2 separate regions of the Mus musculus genome follow, and region 1 is linked to region 2. A link is a contact called in public promoter capture Hi-C data. All regions are on one chromosome and are shown on one strand. The core of a region is the stretch at or near the end of the contact, and the rest is flanking DNA. Distances in the headings are between cores, read along the strand shown.

What was found. Promoter capture Hi-C pulls out the DNA fragments that hold promoters and counts their contacts.
Region 1: a promoter capture Hi-C map of cranial neural crest shows a contact between it and region 2. The contact joins the promoter of Setd1b here to the promoter of Rplp0 in region 2.

The regions. Positions count from the first base shown.
Region 1 is chr5:123,139,197-123,144,333 of GRCm38.p6, forward strand. It overlaps Setd1b (SET domain containing 1B), which reads left to right and starts at 2,997. Exons shown (of 17, transcript NM_001040398.2): 1 at 2,997-3,258; 2 at 3,747-3,931; 3 at 4,160-4,258; 4 at 4,885-5,137. The coding sequence starts at 3,761. It also overlaps a transcript of Rhof not described here.
Region 2 is chr5:115,557,124-115,561,945 of GRCm38.p6, forward strand. It overlaps Rplp0 (ribosomal protein, large, P0), which reads left to right and starts at 2,344. Exons shown (of 7, transcript NM_007475.5): 1 at 2,344-2,416; 2 at 2,664-2,765; 3 at 3,618-3,881; 4 at 3,976-4,122; 5 at 4,210-4,395. The coding sequence starts at 2,712.

The sequences.
Region 1 (5,137 bases), core at 1,747-4,246, 7.6 Mb after region 2:
AGCAGCGCCAGGCTGCAGGCGGGAGAGAGATGCTGCGTCATGATGCCAACATGGACGCCGGCCTTTTGTCCTTTTTCTCTTTGGAAGAGCAGGCGAGCCCCGGAGCCCCGAAAAGCTGGCTTCCGGGGGACAGAAACCCCCACAATCAATCAGGAACGAGACTTTAAGATGGGTGGGAAGGTTTCCTCGCTTTTTTCAGCCCCTCCATCTCCAAAACACTTCGATTTCTTCTCTGCCACTAAGGTGCAAACCTGAGGCGAGCCAAAGGGACTAGCGCAGGCGGCTCCATGGATGCCCCAGGGTACTGGGGACAGGCTCTCTTCGCCTTTGGGTGCAAAAGAGGCAGAGGGGTCTGGAGAGCCCTAGTCCCCTCACCCACCCACTGCAATCGGCTGCCAAGCTCAAGCTCAAGAAATCCCAGCTCCCAATCATCTGCAGCCCATGGCCTGCTCAATCGAGAGTTCCTCGAAGGGGGAAAAAGACACTTGAAAACAAATTTTTTTAGTCTAGTTTTTTACTTACCCACTCAGCCCGGCGCCATGGCGTCTAGAAGAAAAAGCTGGCCGGCGCTTTTGGAGATATTATAAAAATAACAGGTCTTTTTTTGGGAGGTGGGGGATGTTTGGTTGTTTAGTTGGGGGGAAACCTGGGGTTCTGGTGTCCCTTTGTTACCTTCTTTGTAAGTTACACTCGTGGTATTTCTGCTCCTTCCACGACTGCAAACTTTCCAGGGTTGGGCTGGCAAAAAGGCGGCTTCGCTGAGGGCTGTTTAGTGCTCTGGATTTACCAATGGTGTGATCGTCATTAAGAAACAAAAGGCGAAAACACAAGTCAAATCAAAACAAAAGGCAAAACCAGCCATCCCAACCGCCACAGAAAATACCACCGACTCAACGTAGGTGTTTGGCTTGAACCGGCTAAGGGCTTGTTTTCCAGTTTTAATCTAGTTTTCAGAGGCGGCTTTCAGTCTTTTTTTATACAAAAGGTCTTCCTTTCTCTTACCCTCCACCACCCCACACCCAGTTCGAGAAAAACAGCTGTTTTTCTTCAAATAGATCGATTTTCAAAGAGTGTACGAGCTACTGGGAAGAAATCTGAATAGCAACTATGGCTGTAAACATTTTTTTTTTTCCAAAAAGCTCGAAGCTAAAAAATCGTAGCTTTATAGAAGCAAAAACGTCTAAAAGCATTTTAACTGACTTACATCAGACAAAGACAAAGACATACATGCAGATGAAGCTTCCGAAAATTCAGGACATCTCAGGCGACAGTAACACGAGAACGGCAGTGCAGTTAAGGACAGAATGGATTGGGTACTTACAATGTAAAAGGTTTTTAGAAAATTTAACAGTAACAACAGCTCACAGTTTTTTTGTTATTGTTGCCGTTTCGCTACAACTATACATTTAAAACATTACCTTGTTAAAAAATAGAATTAATAAGATGGTCAGGCTTAAGTGTTTAATAGAGGAAACTATATTTAAAAATTTATTGTTCAGTCAAGAGAATACAGATTAAGACAGCTCCAAGCTCTCCCACCCACCCACCCGAGAAAAAAAAAAAAGGAAAAAAATTAAATATGTCATTTACTTAGGTTTTTTTGAATTCAAAACTGTTAACTGCTGACATTAATAGTGTGCTATGACCTAGTTATACAAGACAAAGATGGATTCCAAGTCATAAGGAAAAATCCAGATCTTTTTAAAAGGTCTTCATTCTTCCAAGTGTGAGTCCTTTGGCAAATGTTAAACACATTCAGGCGTCCTGAACTGGATGGTGGAGTCAAAGGAAAAGCATTCCCCATTTGCAACAAAGGAAAAACCCACTTGGCCATTTAATTCCATTGCAGAAAAATGGCTCCCTCATCTGTTGGCCTCTCCTTGGAGTCTGATGAAGGATGTTTTGAGATCAGCGTCTAATAACTCAAGCCCTATAGAAGCCGCGCGCTGATTGGCTGCCGCACCCTGCCGCCCTGCTCCAGCCAATTACCTACCCACGGCCAAATTACAAACCCCGAAAAGAGCCCCAATATGAAATACACCACCACGAAGCCCCGGCGAGGCGGCTGCTTCGCCTCGGCAGCCCGAGAAGAGAGACCGAGGGCGTCTGCAACCAGATCCACGCGAAAAGCCGGGGAAGCCTACGAGTTGAACTCACAAAATGGAAGCCGAGCGCTGATTGGCCGCCGCCACTCCCGGACCTTTAATAAAGAAAGGGGAAGGAAAATGATAAATGCAAAAAAGGGGACTCTCTGTCGCTGGTGGCTGGAGGAAGGAGGGAGGGAGAAGCATGTGTTCAAGACAATTACTGGGCGCTCCCCTCCAAAAATAAAAACAGAAAGGCAAAAAATAAAAACGAAAAAATAAAGAGAAAGAGCTATCTTCCCCGTCCAGGCGAGGGTTGTATCCTCCCAGGAATGTGAAGGCTAGTGTGGTTCCAAACCTTGGTTTCCCTTCCCCAGCACAGCTCCTGGGAGGGAGGGGGCGTGCGGGCCAAAGAGGAAGCGGGATCGGAGATACCTCGATTGCAAACTCGTTTGGGGTCGACGTCTGCCTCCCCTCCAGGCTTCTAGTAGTCATACACACGATCACCCCCCACTCGAAACCCAGCCCTTTTCGCCGAGACTCCACGCGTCCACCACCGGCCTGGGCAGTTTGGAAACAGTTTGGGAGGCCCTGGGGGCGCACACCGTGGAGTCTTCCGTAGCTGGAAGGGTAGCCCCAGCCGCGGGGGAGATAGAAGCCGTGGAGACCCCCCTCTCCCCCGTCAGCCAAGCCCCCCACCTCAGTCCCAGCAGAATAAATAAATTAAAAGGCCTTCCCCCCGGGGAAGGGGGGGGAGGCAGTGTGGGAGCGCGCGAGTGAGGGGTGGGGGGCCGCTGGGGCCCGGGGCTTTGGCGGCGCAGCTGCCGCCGCCGGGAGAGTGCCTGGGGAAGCGGCGAGGAAGGCGAGGGGAGGAGGAAGAGGAGGAGGAGGAGGAAGAGGAGGAGGGTGAGCACTCGGGTCGGGCTCCTTAGCGGTGTATTGTGGGATGTGCGGCTACTGGGAGCCGAGCCTCCGCCGCCAGCCGCCTCCCGGGCAGCAGCAGCAGCAGCAGCGGCGGCGGCAGCAGCAAGGGCAGCGGCAGCTCGGGGCCCGGCAGCCGCTAAGGCGGCGTCCCCCCCATCCCGGCCCCCGGTCCGGCCGCCCCGGCCTCGGCTCCCGCGGGGGACACCATGTACTGGCTGGCGGCGCAGGGAGGCCGGCGCCCGGCGGGGATGTAAGCGCGGCGCAGGGAAGGGAGGAGAGAGAGAGAGAGAGAGAGAGAGAGAGGCCGCGGTCAGAGGAGCCGGGCAGCCCGAGCCCCCGGCCCCCGCCCGGGCGGGCGACGCCAGGCCCTGCCGCGCGCCCCGCTCCCGAGCCGGGCCGAGCGCCACGCCGGGCGGCTGGCGGCACCATGGGCCGGAGCCCGCGTCCTCCGTGCGTCCCGGACCGCGCCAGCCCGCAGCGGGGGCCCCGGGCAGCCCCTCGCTGCCAGCCGGAGACGGTGGCCGAGCGGGCGGGCGCGTAAACCCTCCGGAAAGGGTTTATTCTCTCGCTCCATTCTTAGATTTTTTTTCCTCGGGAGGCGGGGGGGGGGGGGAGAGGCAGCGAGACAAGCTTTCGGGGCGCGCTGGTAAGGTGGGAGGGGGGTGGGGGCCAGCCGATTGGATTCTCGGGCGAATGTGTAGAAGCGTCGGAGAGGACAACAACTTGCTTGGGTTTCAGGTTGGGTTAACGGCATGGAGAACAGTCACCCCCACCACCACCACCAGCAGCCCCCGCCGCAGCCCGGCCCTTCGGGCGAGAGGAGGAACCACCATTGGAGAAGTTACAAGTTGATGATTGACCCGGCTCTGAAAAAGGGGCACCATAAACTGTACCGCTACGATGGGCAGCATTTCAGCCTGGCCGTGAGTAGCCGGCGCGCCTTCCCGCCACCCCCACCCACCCCCGGTGGAGCCCCCAGACAAGAGGCGAACGGAGGGGGACCCCTCTTCCAGCTACCTGGGCCAACTGTCAGCCAGGACTCCCTCCCCTCAGCCTGGAGTGGGACTGGTGCCTTGAGGGGGGGGGGTCTGCCCCTGCCCCTGGGGAGGGTGCCAGCCCTTCTATACTGAACCCCCTGTCTCTGCCCACAGATGTCCAGCAACCGCCCGGTGGAGATCGTGGAAGATCCCCGGGTGGTCGGAATCTGGACCAAAAACAAGGAGCTGGAGCTGTCTGTGCCCAAATTCAAGGTAGGACCCCTCCTCTCTGTCTTATGGTCCCTCCCCCCCTCCTTCCCCGAGTTCGAAAATAACGCCAGTCCTGACCAAGCCCAGCCGGATTCTTAGTTCCCGCCGTCCAGGACTGGGAAGTTTTGGCGGGGAGGGGGGAGAGGGGTGTCCCCTCCGGGCCACTGTAAACAAAATAACACTCGGAGAAACTGTAACGAGGGCACTGAGACTGTATCATGCCGGCAGAGCTGGGGGCTCCCGGTCCCCACCTGGGTCCTTGCGCACCCAGGGCCCTGGCTCAGGGACCCGCCCCCCTCCCAACCCTTTGGCTTTAAAGGGGACAACTTCCTAGACCAGAGGGTCGTCTGGGATCCAGCAGCAAGGATAGGAGGCCAGAATAGGGGGGTGGGGAAAGAGAAACTGTTTCTTTTTCCCCTTTCCTTTCGAACCCAGAGGACTTCCAGGTTCCAAACGATTTAATCCTCTGCTTCCTAGGCCCGCCCGCATGCTTTTTTTGTTTTCTTTTTTCTTTTTCTTTCTTTTTTTTAACTGCTGGGCAAGTGAGGCGTGCTTGTGTTTTCTCTTTGGTTTTAATGTTTTCCAAACTCCCTCCCCCCCCCCCCCACCTCGGCCGCGGCCCCTGGCAGATCGATGAGTTCTACGTGGGCCCTGTGCCTCCAAAGCAGGTGACATTTGCCAAGCTGAATGACAACGTCCGTGAAAACTTCCTAAGGGACATGTGCAAAAAGTATGGGGAGGTGGAGGAGGTGGAGATCTTGTATAACCCGAAGACCAAGAAACACCTGGGCATTGCCAAGGTGGTCTTTGCCACAGTCAGGGGCGCCAAGGAGGCCGTCCAACACCTGCACAGCACTTCTGTCATGGGCAACATTATCCACG
Region 2 (4,822 bases), core at 1,094-3,593:
TAAAGATGTGGTGGAACACATCTTTAATCTGGGCTACACCTTTCATCTGGGATTAAGAGGTGTGGTGGAACACACCTTTAATCTGGGCTACACCTTTCATCTGGGATTAAGAGGTGTGGTGGAACACACCTTTAATCTGGGCTACACCTTCTGCTGGAGACAATATAAGGACATTGGAAGAAGGGAGTCTTGCTCTTGCTCTCTTGCCTGCTTGCCGTGTGTGACTGAGCTAGATCCTTGGACTCCCATTCACAGCTACTACTGAACCATTGTTGGGAATTCGGCTGCAGACTGTAAGTCATTAATAAATTCCTTTACTATATAGAGACTATCCATAAGTTCTGTGACTCTAGAGAACCCTAACTAATATATATTGGTGTACGACAGTTAGGGTATTTATAGTGTCAGAGTCAGGATGTCTTTGGAAATGTAACGTAGCCATTATGTATGCACTTGGAAAAGTGCGTTTAGAGAAAGAGAGACATGGGGTTTGGATTTGACTGTGGAGCACAGTGGGGCCCACACAGTGGCCTTTGAACCTGTTTCTGCAGCCTTCTGAAATCATCAGGTGATTTAAACACTCTGGGCGCTTTCTTGTGGATAAAGTATTGCACCTCAGGACTTGGGGGGTGGGGATGGGGTGACGGTGGTAGCTTCAGGAACATGCACCAGCACTTAGTGCTGAGCATGGGGAATCCTTGTCATTAAAGAGCGACCTCAGCAGCCACTGATGCCTGCAGTTCTCAAACTGGACTGATCTTCAAAGGCACCAGGAAGCTTTAAAACAACAGACTGCTTGTTTAGCATGAACAAGGCCCTAGGTTCAATATCTTCCCCCATATATACACACTTATTTATATATGGATATTTATTTATTCATGGGTCTGGGAAGATGGCTCAGCAATTAAAAACAAGGCAGGAGTGAGACTGTCTCAGTAAAACAATTATCCAAATAATGTTGAACGACTGTGTGTGTATATATATAATGTGTATATATATATATATATATTATATATATATATATATATTATATATATATATATATATATATATATATATATGTGAAGAAGCTAGTTTTATGTATCGATTTTCTCCCGTATCCCTGGAAGGGAAAGCAAACGGTCAATAAAGTGGAAGTGCTTTTTAAGACAACACAGCAAGCGGCAGAACAAAGTTATGGATCCGGGTCTCATCTGGCCGCATGCCCTGCGTTTTGCCTGCTCAACAAATACTTATCTGCCCACTGTCTGGCAGGCACAGAATAAAATCTCTGCCCTGTGGAGCTTACCTTCCTGCAGGGAGAGGCTGACAAGCAGAATGTGGTGAATTATACAGCGAGTTAGATGGTGTAAGTGCTGCAGGAGAAGGTGGGAGAGTAAGGGAGAGTAGGTTTGGTTTTGCCCCCGCCCTTAAAATTTGAAATCAAGAATCAGGGCAGGTCTCCTTGAGTAGATAGCATTTGCAGCAAGATGTGGGGGAGGTGAGTTTCTCTGACCGAAGCTGGCCAGCACCATTCAAAAAGCTGTGAAGCCGGTGGTGGTGGCGCACACCTTTAATCCCAGCACTTGGGAGGCAGAGGCAGGCGGATTTCTGAGTTCAAGGCCAGCCTGGTCTACAAAGTGAGTTCCAGGACATCCAGGGCTATACAGAGAAACCCTGTCTCGAAAAACCAAAACCAAAACCAAAAAAAAAAAAAGGCATACTCTTGAAGGGGATAAAAGGGCAAAGGGATCAGGCGAGAGGCAAACACATCAGTAGGAAAGCAAGAAAACAGATTGCGACAGTGGAAACAGTCGTGTGGGACCTTGAGAATAGTCTACGTTTTAGGCGTTTACTCAGAGAAAACGGCAATCTTTGATTAACTTTGTGCGGGTGAAGATGTAGGTTTTGAAAGGAAGAACAAAACGGGCAGTGGTGGCGCACGCCTTTAATCCCAGCACTTGGGAGGCAGAGGCAGGCAGATTTCTGAGTTTGAGGCCAGCCTGGTCTACAAAGTGAGTTCCAGGACAGCCAGGATATACAGAAAAACCTAAAAAAATAAAAAATAAATAAATTAAAAGAAAGAAAAAAGAATGGAAGAACAAGAGGAGACTAGAGCATCAGCTAGGGTTTCGCAGAAAGTTGTTTTGCTGTACTGACTCGGTGACGCTGCAGGGCGGCTCCGACCCAGCAGAGGGCAGCAGGTCTGAAAGCGCGCCTCCTGCGGCCGGGTGCTGTCTTTACTTTCCCGACTTGCTGGAGTGGCAGCGGTCTCAGCCAATAGACGCGCATGTTTATTGAGTGAGGCAGGACAGTCGATGGAACCAGCCAATAGGCATGGACGACGTCGTCTTCGGGTTTCGAGGACCGCCTGGTTCTCCTATAAAAGGCACACGCGGGCATGCGGCCCGTCTCTCGCCAGGCGTCCTCGTTGGAGGTTGGGGGGTTGTTTTGTTGTGGGAGGGCGGCAAGAGCGCGGGGACGTTGCGGGTGGGAGCGATGGGCTCGGGAAGGATCGCGGCCGGGCTCTGCCCGTCCGGTCTACCGCCTGGCTTGTCGGATCGCCCGCGCTGCTGGCGGCCGCAGCCCGGGGCCCAGCTCTGGCGTGGCCGGCTTGGCCTAGGCCTGGGATCGGGGCCGGTGTTGGGGTTACCGGGCTCAAGCTGCCCCCTCTCTCTCCCCAGTGACATCGTCTTTAAACCCCGCGTGGCAATCCCTGACGCACCGCCGTGATGCCCAGGGAAGACAGGGCGACCTGGAAGTCCAACTACTTCCTCAAGATCATCGTAAGTGTGGAGCGGGCCGGGGACGCGCGGCTTCCGCCTCCGGGTCTTCCCGGGGCGGTCGTTGGCCACGCGCTTTAACAGAGTTTGGGCATCCTGGGGAAGTTCTGTAGTCTTGGGATCTCCCCCCCCCCCCCCCGCGTTCCAGAACTAGCTCGCTCACCCAGTTTTTCATCTCGTCGAGCCCTTCGCGTTTGTGCAAAGGGCTGAGACTGGAGTGATTCATCTTGTTGCCCATCTGAGACCTGCCAGTCAGGCTGCTGTTGAGTGACTTAATTACAAAAGGCCTTTGAGGTGGCTTTGAACCAGAGCTACCAGACTTTGTAGGTACCAGTCTGTTTTAGTTAACTTTTCTTTTTTTTTTCCGAGACAGAGACAAAGATTTTTGGGTCTGGTAGTACCTTTTATATTTCACAACCTAAGATCCCCCGACCTCTCTATAATTTGTTTTCTGTGCTTTTTAAGTCTGTCTCTTCCCTGATCAGAGTCACTTTGGTCACCCAGGCACGCCTTATTTAAAAAGTAAAGCTTAAGATTTACTTGAGGCAAGTCTTCCCCCTATAGCTCTGGCTGGCCTCGGATTAGCAATTAAGCCTTACCTGTCTTTACAGGTGTGGCACCACACCCAGCTAAAAGTTAATTTTTGGCTGTGACAGTAATTTTGTGATACTCGTAACCAGCAAGGAAGCTGGATCAGATAAAGACAGACGTTGGGCTCGGGTGGCTGGCTCCTAGCGAGAAGTGTCACACCTAGGGTGAAGCAATGGGGAGGTAGAGGTAGCAGGGTTTCGGGTTTTGCTGGGTATTTTTTGTTTGTTTTCCTCTCAATGTAGTTTTTCCTGGCTTCCTTCATAGCAACTTTTGGATGATTATCCAAAATGCTTCATTGTGGGAGCAGACAACGTGGGCTCCAAGCAGATGCAGCAGATCCGCATGTCGCTCCGAGGGAAGGCCGTGGTGCTGATGGGCAAGAACACCATGATGCGCAAGGCTATCAGGGGCCACCTGGAGAACAACCCAGCTCTGGAGAAACTGCTGCCTCACATCCGGGGGAACGTGGGCTTCGTGTTCACCAAGGAGGACCTCACTGAGATTCGGGATATGCTGTTGGCCAATAAGGTAAGGGGCTGGGACGATGAATGAGGATTTGGCCATTTCGGGGCTTTCACCGATGGAGAGGCATTTCACCGTCGACTACCTCTGTTCTGTTTAGGTGCCAGCTGCTGCTCGGGCTGGTGCCATCGCCCCGTGTGAGGTCACTGTGCCAGCTCAGAACACTGGTCTAGGACCCGAGAAGACCTCCTTCTTCCAGGCTTTGGGCATCACCACGAAAATCTCCAGAGGCACCATTGAAATTCTGGTGAGTAGATGGCCTGCAGTGGTCGGTCCTTTGGGCTGGGCCTCCTGTGTGTCCAGATGATAACTGTCCTGCTGTTCTCTTCCTCAGAGTGATGTGCAGCTGATAAAGACTGGAGACAAGGTGGGAGCCAGCGAGGCCACACTGCTGAACATGCTGAACATCTCCCCCTTCTCCTTCGGGCTGATCATCCAGCAGGTGTTTGACAACGGCAGCATTTATAACCCTGAAGTGCTCGACATCACAGAGCAGGCCCTGCACTCTCGCTTTCTGGAGGTATGTCTGCCCAGCTCCTTCCTCCCATGCTGAGTGTGACAACAGATTCGTGCTGGCATCTTCAGTTGTTCCATCTTCTCATCTGCAGAAAATAGAGTTGGGCAGGAGGTCATGTGCTGGGACTCTAAAGGTTGTTAGCCTGTGATAGCAAAACACTGCCTGTGGGGGCTGTGTCTAATCCCAGCGGAGGCAGGCACCCTCTTGTGAGTTTGAGGACAGCTAGGTCTCAAACAAAATAGAACATTGCTGGTCGGTGAGATTTTGAGTATTGAGTCAAGGAGAGATGAATACAATTTAATGCTAACAATTTAAATTGTTATTACTCTATCTTTTTAAAGACTGTCCCACACCAGGCTTTTGCCATTAAATTGACCTTTTTTGTTTTTTGATTTGTTTTGTTTTGTTTTGAGGCAGGGTTTCTTTGTAT